2 separate regions of the Sus scrofa genome follow, and region 1 is linked to region 2. Evidence: chromatin contacts called from public Hi-C data. All regions are on one chromosome and are shown on one strand. Each heading gives the region's core, a stretch centred on a gene start, on an enhancer-like site or on the middle of the called end of the contact. The rest is flanking DNA. Distances are from core to core; before and after follow the strand shown. Region 1 has its middle 25 kb from the start of PDGFRA. Region 2 has its middle 110 kb from the start of CHIC2.

The links. Hi-C and Micro-C count contacts between places; a contact is called where the count stands out from the background.
Region 1: a contact with region 2 is called in a Hi-C map of subcutaneous adipose tissue, with 2.0 times the contacts expected there. The contact joins two enhancer-like sites. A contact is called at or near these places in 1 of 5 promoter capture datasets (liver), 26 of 47 Hi-C or Micro-C datasets (alveolar macrophages, blood, brain and 13 more) and 2 of 2 datasets of contacts at active chromatin or transcription factors (alveolar macrophages and skeletal muscle).

The regions. Positions count from the first base shown.
Region 1 is chr8:40,938,727-40,944,026 of Sscrofa11.1, forward strand. It overlaps the pseudogene LOC100739256. Among named protein-coding and RNA genes, the nearest start is that of PDGFRA, 25 kb to the right of the region's middle. Within about 2 kb of position 2,420, at least 14 of the 83 cell types and tissues checked have an H3K27ac peak or open chromatin away from gene starts, as enhancers often do. A contact at or near this core is called in mesenteric adipose tissue and subcutaneous adipose tissue, where this site is marked.
Region 2 is chr8:40,732,833-40,737,984 of Sscrofa11.1, forward strand. No RefSeq gene overlaps it. Among named protein-coding and RNA genes, the nearest start is that of CHIC2, 110 kb to the right of the region's middle. Within about 2 kb of position 2,414, at least 17 of the 83 cell types and tissues checked have an H3K27ac peak or open chromatin away from gene starts, as enhancers often do. A contact at or near this core is called in mesenteric adipose tissue and subcutaneous adipose tissue, where this site is marked.

The DNA of each region.
Region 1 (5,300 bases), core at 1,170-3,669, 210 kb after region 2:
GGTGATTCTGATATCAGAAGCATGCCAGGACAGACTGGTGAAGAGGAAATCATGCACAATTTGTCTTTAATAAAACCAGCCAGGGCTTGTTATTTTATTTTATTTTATTTTATTTTTAAAGATTAGCAAAACTGGGAGTTCCCATTATGGCGCAGTGGTTAAGGAATCCGACTAGGAACCATGAGGTTTCGGGTTCGGTCCCTGCCCTTGCTCAGTGGGTTAATGATCCTGTGTTGCTGTGAGCTGGGGGTATAGGTTGCAGACGTGGCTGGGATCCCGCGTTGCTGTGGCTCTGGCGTAGGCCAGTGGCTGCAGCTCCGATTCAACCCCTAGCCTGGGAACCTCCATATGCCGCAGGAGCGACCCAAGAAAATGGCAAAAAGACAAAAAAAAAAAAAAAAAGATTAGCAAAACTGAGATATCTGGGAATAATACATATTAGCTGGGCTGTGGACTAGTGGAACTGCTTATGAAAGGCTGGGGAGTGTGCAAATAAATATGACTGGTTTAGAGAGCAATTTGGCAGTTTATATCAAGGCTAAAAATATTCCTACCCTCACACGCAGTAATTCTTCTGGGTACACACCCCAGTGAAATTTTTGCACATGGGTTCCAGGGGACAAACAATGTTTATTCCAGTACTGTCTGTGACTGTGAAGAAACAAAAACAATTGACATACCCACCAATAAGGAAGTTTTATTTTTATTTTTATTTTTTGGTCTTTTTAGAGCTGCACCCCCTGGCATATGGAGGTTCCCAGGCTAGGGGTCTAATCGGAGCTGTAGCTGCCGGCCTATGTCACAGCCACAGGAACACCAGATCAGAGCCGTGTCTGTGACCTACACCACAGCTTATGGCAACGCCGGATCCTTAACCCACTGAGTGGGGCCAGGGATGGAACCTGCGTCCTCATGGGTACTAGTCAGGCTCGTTAACCACTGAGCCACGACGGGAACTCCCATCAATAGGAAATTAAATACGGGCACTGTGAGATGTTCACAATGTGGAGCAGCTTTCAGCAGTTAAAATGACTGACCTTGAGCTGCCTGCATCAAAATGGATAATTTTCAAAAACACAATTTTGAGTAAAAAAACCAAAACTGGAAATAAAAACAAACACCATGATACTGTGATTTAAGATAATACTATGTTATAAACTTCTAAAATTTGTAGAACTGTACTATATTTTGTTTATGAATATAAATCATGATTATAAAAGGACAAAAATGTACATGAGCATGAGAATATTAAATCGCAGGGTGGGGGGGAGGGGAGACAAGGGAAATAGAAGAGAAGCAGAATTTGCAATTAATTATAGTTGTTTTAAAAAATAATCAGAATATTGGAATTCCCTTGGGGTGCAACAGGCTAAGGATCCAGCGTTGTCTGTAGCAGCTTGGGTCATTGCTACAGCACGGGTTCGATCCCTGTTCCGGGAATTTCCACATGTTGGCAAGGCAAAAACAAACAAATAAAACCCAACAAAACTGAGATTATAACACAAATGTTTTAAAATAAGTGGTTGACTTTTTTTTTTTTTTTTTTTTTTGCTTTTTAGGGCCACCACTGTGGCATGTGGGAGTTCCCAGGCCAGGAGTCCAGTTGGCGCTGCAACTGCTGGCCTACGCCACATCCACAGCCACAGCAATGGGGGATCCAAGCTGAGTTTGCCATCTACACCACAGCTCACAGCAATGACAGATCCTTAACCCACTGATCGAGGCCAGGGATGGAACTAGAATCCTCATGGATACCTGTCGGGTTCGTTATCACTGAGATACTACAGGAACTCCCTGGCTCCTCTATTTTTTTTTTTTTTTTTTCCTTCTCTTTAGGACCGCACCAGTGGCACATGGAGGTTCCCAGGCTAGGGGTTGAATCAGAGCTACAGCTGCTGTCCTACACCACAGCCACAGCAATGCAGGATCCCAGCCACATCTGCGACCTACACCACAGCTCACAGCAACGCTGGATCCTTGACCCACTGAGCAAGGCCAGGGATTGAACCCTCAACCTCATGGTTCCTAGTCAGATTTGTTTCCGCTGTGCCACAATGGGAACTCCCCTGGCTTCTATTTTGGAAAGTCATAGGTGTGCTCTCAAATGTGTGGGTGTCTAGGTAAGGGCTCCAGATTGCCTTTGGCAGGCATTCGTTCCACTATCAAAGCATCTTGCCAAAAAATAATGGTTTGGGGGGACTGGTAAGGCTGCTCTGACCTTGACTTTCTGCAGCCTAGGGAGGAAAGGAGAAGATCAGAATGAACTGGCAGAATGGTGGCTGATGGAGCCACTGGAGAGCCTCCTGCAAAACAGAGACCTTCTGTGTGATGAGGGAGAATGTGCATGTGGAAATGCTGCATGTGTGTTTCTGCAGCTTCTTAGACAAGGCCGGATCCTTTCCAGTCTGAGCGGCAGTTGCTGAGCCTGAGTCACTGGTGAGGACGGGCGGCTGTTCTGAACACCCCGCCTTTGGCCCCTTAGGGTGCAGACCCTGCCAAGAAGGAGATCCACGGTCCCTGTGGTTTCTGGGACCCTTGTAAACAAAATCCCGGTAGAAGAGGAAAAATAAGGAACAGATGAGACCATCACAATCTGAAAAACAAAACAAAGCAAAACAGTTTTCTCCTCTGGCCAATAGGAATAGGGCTCGAGCCAGCTGGCATCTGACGTCTAGGCAAGGGACTGTGAGTGTGCAGTAAATGTCCCCAGCACAGGAAGGAGGGCTCCTTCTGTTTCCTTGGAAGGTATATGTTTTTAGAGCAGCCATTTTGATTTGAAAATATGTCAGGTGAATGCCCTCTATCCCCAGGAGTCTCAAAGATCGTTTCTTTAAAGTGTGAATTTCCCAGCAAAATATTTACCAGATTTTAAGTACATTTACTTTGGAATTTCCCATAACAGTTGCAAGTTTTTTTTTTTTTTAAATGAGCTTTTTTTTAATACAGCCATGTGGAAAATATTATTCTTTATATAGTTCCTCTGCTAGAAGCCTTCGCATTGCATTTCCCTTCAAGCTAACGGTGTTGCTTGCTCTTGGTGGCTGACAAGCCACCCTGAGTGGTGGCCCTGAGATTTTTCTAGAGGTGAGGGTGAGGCCTGGACACCACACCCAGGTGGTCTAAGAACAGGGTGTTTAGAAGCCAGCTCTTAGCATCTGGGTCTGGTAACATTTCTCAGAGCCATGCAGCCTGTTTGCGGGACTGTTTTCCTTCCAGCGTATGAACTGGGATTTTTGGCTGCATGTGCTCATTAAGAAAAGCCATGTCACTTGTCACAAGTGTAAAAAGAATGTTTCAAATGTTCCCGGAAAACTTTCAGCTGGTTCATGTCCACGCCTGGGTCCTCCTGTAATTTTCCTGATTCCTTCCCTCTCAAGATGTGGCTCAGACACAGTTCTGATGCAGAATGATCGCGAAGTTTCGGCCAGGTACTGGATGAAGTCATTGATGTGGATGACTAACTGACATTGTGAAGTTCTTCAGGAATTGGGTTGAGGGGGGTTCCTGGGCTGGGTTTCTGTCAGTGTGGCCAAGAAATATAAGATTTATAATAAACCCTCAAGGACTTAATACCCTTTGGCAGATGTATTCCTAATGGAGCTTATTAAATACAGAGGCTTATTCTAAAGCAAATAACTCGATGGGTAGAAAAGTAGAAGGGGGGAAAAAAAAACCCTACCATTTATTTCCAAACATGTATGCAGGACAGGATTTTTCCTAATAAAACTTCATTCGAATGTAGCCTGTTTATTTTAATTTCTTATCACAACAGAAAATGTCTAGTGAGATCCTTCTGCGTTTGTAGCTAACATGGCTAAGAACACCTTCAAATGAAGACCTTGTGACTGTTTCACGTTCCTTAGGATATTTTCGTCTGTTTTTGTCTCTCCTATATTTATTCTGTGAAGCTAACACTAAAACCCAAACAATGGCACAATGGAATACTAACCCATGGGGATCAAGGAGCATTAACTTGCATTCAAAATAATATGACTCCTGGAGTTTCCAATGTGGCTCAGTGGAAACGAGCCCAAGTAGTATCCATGAGAATGCAGGTTTGATCCTTGGCCTCGCTCCGTGGGTTAAGGATCCAGTGTTGCTGTGGCTGTGGTGTAGGCTGGCAGCTGCAGCTCTGATTGGACGCCTCTCATGGGACCTTCCATATGCCCCAGGTGCAGCCCTAAAAACCATAAAAAAAGGAATAATAATCATTTCTACCTAATAAGCTGTTGGGGGAGGTACAATAAAATAATGTCTAAAGCATCTAGCACATTGCTGCCAAGATAAAATAAATGACCTCACATTAATACCAAAAAATAAATAAATAAAAAATTAAAGCATCTAGCACAGAGTAAGAGTTCTGTAATTGCCAAGGAGTAAGTTCCGTAACTGCCAGGTTTTTATTGTTCCATATGATACTTCTATTAGAGTATTCTATATATACACACAAGTCACTCCCATGAGATTCTAAGTCCCTTGGAGGCGGACTCTGAGTGTAATCATCTTTGTCTTTTTTAAATAACTAAGAACGCTTTCAGAAAGGGAACTTTTCTCATTCCTGTAGATATTTGTTCCTTAGCAAAGGGCCTGGCACCTGGTAAACAATGTAGAAAAGAAGTTTGTTGAATGAATGAGTGAATGAATGAATGAGTGAGTGAATGAATGAATGAAAACCACAGTACAGGGAAGAGAATGGGAATCTGAGACTGGGGTGTGATTCCTTGTGCCTGTTATTTTTGCTTGAAATTCATTCTCAGACCTTCTCTGTTGGGATCCTGGCTGACATACATTTCTGGGGTTGACTGGATTATATAATTGCTGTTTTCTGTCTCTAACTACAGTGATTATGACTCAAGTAGTGGATACATTTACGGTGCTATGTAAATAATAATTATTTTAATTACGGTTTGACCTGTACAATATATTCTAACAACGTAGCTGACTGTGCATTTGTGTATGTGCACTCTTGAGAGTGGTGGAAAAAATCTATTATGAAAGTACAAAAGAATCTCCCCTGTATGCACATGGTAATTTTAGAATTATAACATGGAGAAGTACAATATCACTATAATTACAGCAAGTTTGAAGAAAGAAATGGCTTTGAAATAGTATATAATCTAAGTATGTTGCATTTGGATAATATAAAATCATTTTTTCGCCATGTCCATGGCATGCAGAAGTTCTCAGGCAAGGGTTCAAACTCACGCCACAGCAGTGACCTGAACCACAGCAGTTACAAAGCTGGATCCTTAACCCTCTATGCCACTGGGAAATTCCTAGATAATATAAAATTTATTTTA
Region 2 (5,152 bases), core at 1,164-3,663:
GTTGGGAGGCATAAAAATGCAACTTGGCAGCATAAAAATGCTACTTCACAGTTTATAATATTGCTACAGTTTTGTACCCTATCCACACAAGTACTCTGGTCAATTCTATTCTGAGTTGATTCTCAATTCGCTTTTTCTAATTTTATGGCCACACCCACAACATGTGGAAGTTCCCAGGCCAGGAGTTGAATCCCAGCCGCATCTTTGACCTACACCACAGCTATGGCAACACTGGATGTTTAACCCACTGCACCAGCCAGGGGATTGAACCCTTATCACCAAAGTGACCAGAGCCACTGCAGTCAGATTCTTAACCTACTGTGCCATGACAGGAATTCCTGATTCTCATTTTATTTTATTTTTTGTTTTTTTAGGGCTGCACCAGTAGCATATGAAGTTTCCCAGGCTAGGGGTAGAATTGGAGCTAACAGCTGCAGGCCTACACCACAGCCACAGAAACACAGGATCCAAACCGCTTTTGCAACTACACCACAGCTCCCGGCAACGCCGGATCCTTAACCCACTGAGCCAGGCCAGGGATCAAAGCTGAAGGTAATTTCTGTCTTGAGCGGACGTCAATCAGAACCAAATATTCCATTTATAATTTTGTACCTCTAAGGATTAAAGAACATTCCCGGAGTTCCTGTCGTGACGCAGTGGTTAACGAATCCGACTAGGAACCATGAGGTTGCGGGTTCGGTCCCTGCCCTTGCTCAGTGGGTTAAGGATCCAGCGTTGCCGTGAGCTGTAGTGTAGGTTGCAGACGCGGCTCGGATCCCGCCTTGCTGTGGCTCTGGCGTAGGCCGGAAGCTACAGCTCCGATTCGACCCGACCCCTAGCCTGGGAACCTCCATACGCCGCAGGAGTGGCCCAAGAAATAGCAAAAAGACCAAAAAAAAAAAAAAATTTCCCCAGTCTAGTTTCTGTTTCTGCACATTTGGACTCTGTTTTTTTCTCTTCCAGTGTCAGGTGCAGTGGGACACGCTGATACTGCAATCGGACTCGTGCTGGCAGATGAGTATGTATCGAGGACATCCCGAGTATTCCTGGAAGTAATTCTTACCCGAGAATAACCAACACAGAAATGTGTGAACCACATGCACAGATCCATTGAACTCCAAACAAATATAGCTCTAACTTAACTTCTTAAAGAGCTGGAGTCCCCCAAATGCCAGAGCCTCTCCATCGACACACATCTGCTGGAGGGAAAAGTGATGGAGGGGGAAGCAAGTCGGTGGAGACAATATGCCCATGGCAGTTAAAATATTTTAACATTTGCAATTTTTATTTTATTTTATTCTATTTTATTTTATTTTATTTTGCCTTTTAGGGCTGTATTCACGGCATATGGAGGTTCCCAGGCTAGGGGTCTAATTGGAGCCACATCTGCCACCTACACCACAGCTCACGGCAATGCTGGATCTTTATCCCACTAAGCGAGACCAGGCATCGAACCTGCGTCCTCATGGTTACTCATCAGATTCATTTCCACTGTGCCACAACGGGAAGTCCAACATTTGCACTTTTATCAAAAGCATATGACCACATGAGCCTACGCAAGGACCATATTATTAGAAGTTCTAACGCCTAAGCCTCTTTCACGTTACAGTACGTCTGCTCTGACTGTGGTGAAGATGGTAACTGCAACAAGGCTGAGATCATGGAAAAATCGGTGTGGACCGGAGTGGCCAAGAAAATCCTCATGTTCAACGCAGGCACTGGGCTCGGTCCTGAACCACTGGTAGGTTCCCTAGACGGAGGAGTAGGAGGGACCGAAGCCACAGGTTTCTGCAGTCTGCCCAAAAGCAGACATGCATGGATGTGGCTGTAAAATGTGTTCTCTTGCTGGAGTTCCCATCGTGGCGCAGTGGTTAACGAATCCGACTCGGAACCATGAGGTTGTGGGTTCGATCCCTGGCCTTGCTCAGTGGGTTAAGGATCCGGCGTTGCTGTGAACTGTGGTGTAGGTTGCACACGCGGCTCAGATTCGCGTTGCTGTGGCTCTGGCATAGGCCAGCAGCTACAGCTCCGATTCGACCTCTAGCCTGGGAAGCTCCATATGCCGAGGGAGTGACCCAAGAAATGGCAGAAAGCCAAAAAAAAAGTGTTCTCCTGCCAATGAAAACATTTTTTTCATCACTGGCTTAGAGCTACCTAATAAGAGCCAATGGCAATACATTTCCACATCACTAAAGAATGAGACTTGAGTTTTCTTCCCCGTCTCCTCTCCCCCTCCCAACCAGCAAATAATCTCTCCCAAGCCAGGATCAACCAAAACGTTGGGCATTTGGCACACACGTGTCCACCATTCCCCTTGCTCCAACAACAGGGATCTAAGAAAGCTGGGTTTCCACTCCAGGCAGAGGGGAGGGCAGGAGAGAGGCAGTGGCTGGAGACAGTTTTCTGGTTAGACACAGGACGTAACGCCTGCTGACAGCTGGCTGAGCCAGCATGAGGAAGGAAGGCCCTGGGCCCAATGCTCATTCCACTTTTTTTCTTTCTTTTTCTTTTTTTTTTTAATTTTTTGGCTGCCCGAAGCTTATGGAGCTCCCAGGCCAGGGATCGAATCTGAACCATAGTTGTGACCTATGCCATAGCTGGGGAAACACCAGATCTTTAATGCACTATGCCAGGCTGGGGATTGAAACTGCTTCCCAGCGCTTCCAAGGTGCCTCTGAACCCACTGTGCCACAGTGGGAACGCCTCGTTCCCTTTTCTTTTCAATATTGTCTGTGCCATCCGTTCCATTCCTGGGGGAAAGGGCCGTGTTTGCTGCCAGAGGCAGCAGCCAGCCAGCCATTTGGAAGCTAGAAGTGTCTCTGCCTGTGTCTTGAATATGCTCTGTTTAATCCTCAGTCTCGCCCCTCTTGGTCCAGGGTTCCACTCTGGAAATATCAGAGAAATGCTCCCAGGGGAACCTTGGGTGTAAAGACTTTATACTTTAAGGAGCTCTGGGCTCAGGCGATAACAGCCGCAGCCAGCAGCACGGAGGTCTCCCCCGTAAAGTAAAAGGACACATATGTCATTTAGTCCACAAACATTTGTTCAGCACCTGCTAGATGCCAGCTACTCTCTTAGACGCTAGAGTAACAGAGTGGCTGAGGGTTTCCAAATGCTCCCTGTCCTTTCAGATCATAAACGCAATTACCCTCTTTTGGTTTCCCAGGAGTTGATGTCTAGTAAATTTGCAAATACACATCACGCTAGAATTCAGCCAGGTTGGTTCCCAGGTCAGCCTCAGTGCCATGGCACAGGGGATGGGTCACTTGTAACAAAGTAGCCAACTTGATGATCAGCTCCTTTCAGTGTGGGGCCAGAGTGGGTCTCTGAATACTGGCACAGGGAAAGAGAAAAGCTTAAGGAACAATTGTTGGAGTTCCTGCCATGGTGCTAAAAAAAAAAAAAAAAAGGAACAATTGTCAACTGCCAGGTTAAATGCATTACAAAACCGTTTATTAACTAATTCTTGCTTTCCCTTCATGATGCTTACCTAATCCTTTAATTATTTCTTTGCTTTTTCAGGCCTTACCTGCGGCACATGGAAATTTCCAAGCTGGGGGTCAGATTGGAGTTGTAGCCGGCAGTCTATGCTACAGCCACAAAAACTCGGGATCTGAGCCATGTCTGTGACCTACACCACAGCTCATGGCAACTCCAAATCTGTAACCCACTGAGTGAGGCCAGAGATCGAACCCGAATCCTCACGGTTTCCCCTGCGCCACAAGGGGAACTCCTGTAATTATTCCGTATTTTTATATCTACGACCAGCTCTCTAGCCAGTTCCACTGACTGACATTTTTATCGTGCTAAAAACACACTGCTTTAACCCGAAGGGCTAGACCCTTATTTCCTCAATCCTGCCTCATTCCCCCTCATTTCTTTCTTTTTTGCCCCTCTTTTAGGAGATAGGAAAGAAAGATGTAATCTTGATCTTCCCTTAAGGAGCATGCATTCTATGTGGGAAAAGAATACTTATATATGCCCTTGAAGTAAGTGTTGTCCTCACAACAAGCGCTCAGAATGGCTTTGTTGAAATCGCAAATTCAGAAAAACTTATGGTTCCCAAATGAGACAGGTTGGGGGATGGGGGGGAATGCATTGAGTGTTTGGGATGGAAATGCTATAAAATTTGGCTGTGATGATTGTTGTACAACTATAAAATGTAATAAAAATTCATTGAGTAATTTTAAAAAATAGCAAGTTCAAATTCGATACAAAAGTCTCACCAACTAGTTTCTCTATTAACCACTCACTACTCCATTAAAATGGTTCCAATTACCTCAACACACACACACACACACAATCTTAGTTGCATAATCTTGCTCTTGTTTTTCAGATTGACCTGATTCAAATTGTGTAAAGCAAAACTCATTCTGGTGACCTCACCCAAGTTACTTAGAAATGCATTTGAATTTGAATCATTGCTTTTGTTTTATTTTGGAGAGAAAGAAAATAAGGCGCGGCAGGAAGACTATCATAGAAACAGTTTATGGAAATGTGCAGCTAAAAAAATGGGAAACTATTGGAATTTAGGGACTGTCTTCCCATCAGCACTTTGCCCATTTAGTAGCACAAGAGTGTGTTCTGTATTATCACCTCACTTGTGAACTTACTATGCTTGGCATTTCCAGAGATGGAAAAGTTTGATTTAAGAAAACAAGGCTTGGAGTTCCCGCTGTGGCTCAGTGGTTAACGAACTCAAATAATATCCATGAGAACTCGGGTTCAACCCCTGGCCTCGCTCAGTGGGTTAAGGATCCAGCTTTTCCGTGAGCTGTGATGCAGGTCCCAGACGAGGCTCGGATCCCGAGTTGCTGTGGCTGTGGTGTAGGCTGGAGGCTACAGCTCCAATTTGACTCCTAGCCTGGGAACTGCCATATACTGCAGGTGCTGCCCTAAAAAGCAAAAAAAAAAAAAAAAAAAAAAAGGAGAAGACAGTGACAAGGCTTCTCTGATCCATAAGGTAAGATAAGGCATGAAAAAAGTAGCTTTTTCCAATCAAATTTTTCTGATTTTAAAGACTCTAAAAGTAAGATGTTCCCCAGGGACCCAAGGTTAATTCTGGGCCTCCAGAAATTTTAACAAGAATACTCGGTTGTGCATCAGCTGTGATATACAGGGATCTGTCTCTGGACCTAGCCCACCCATGCCG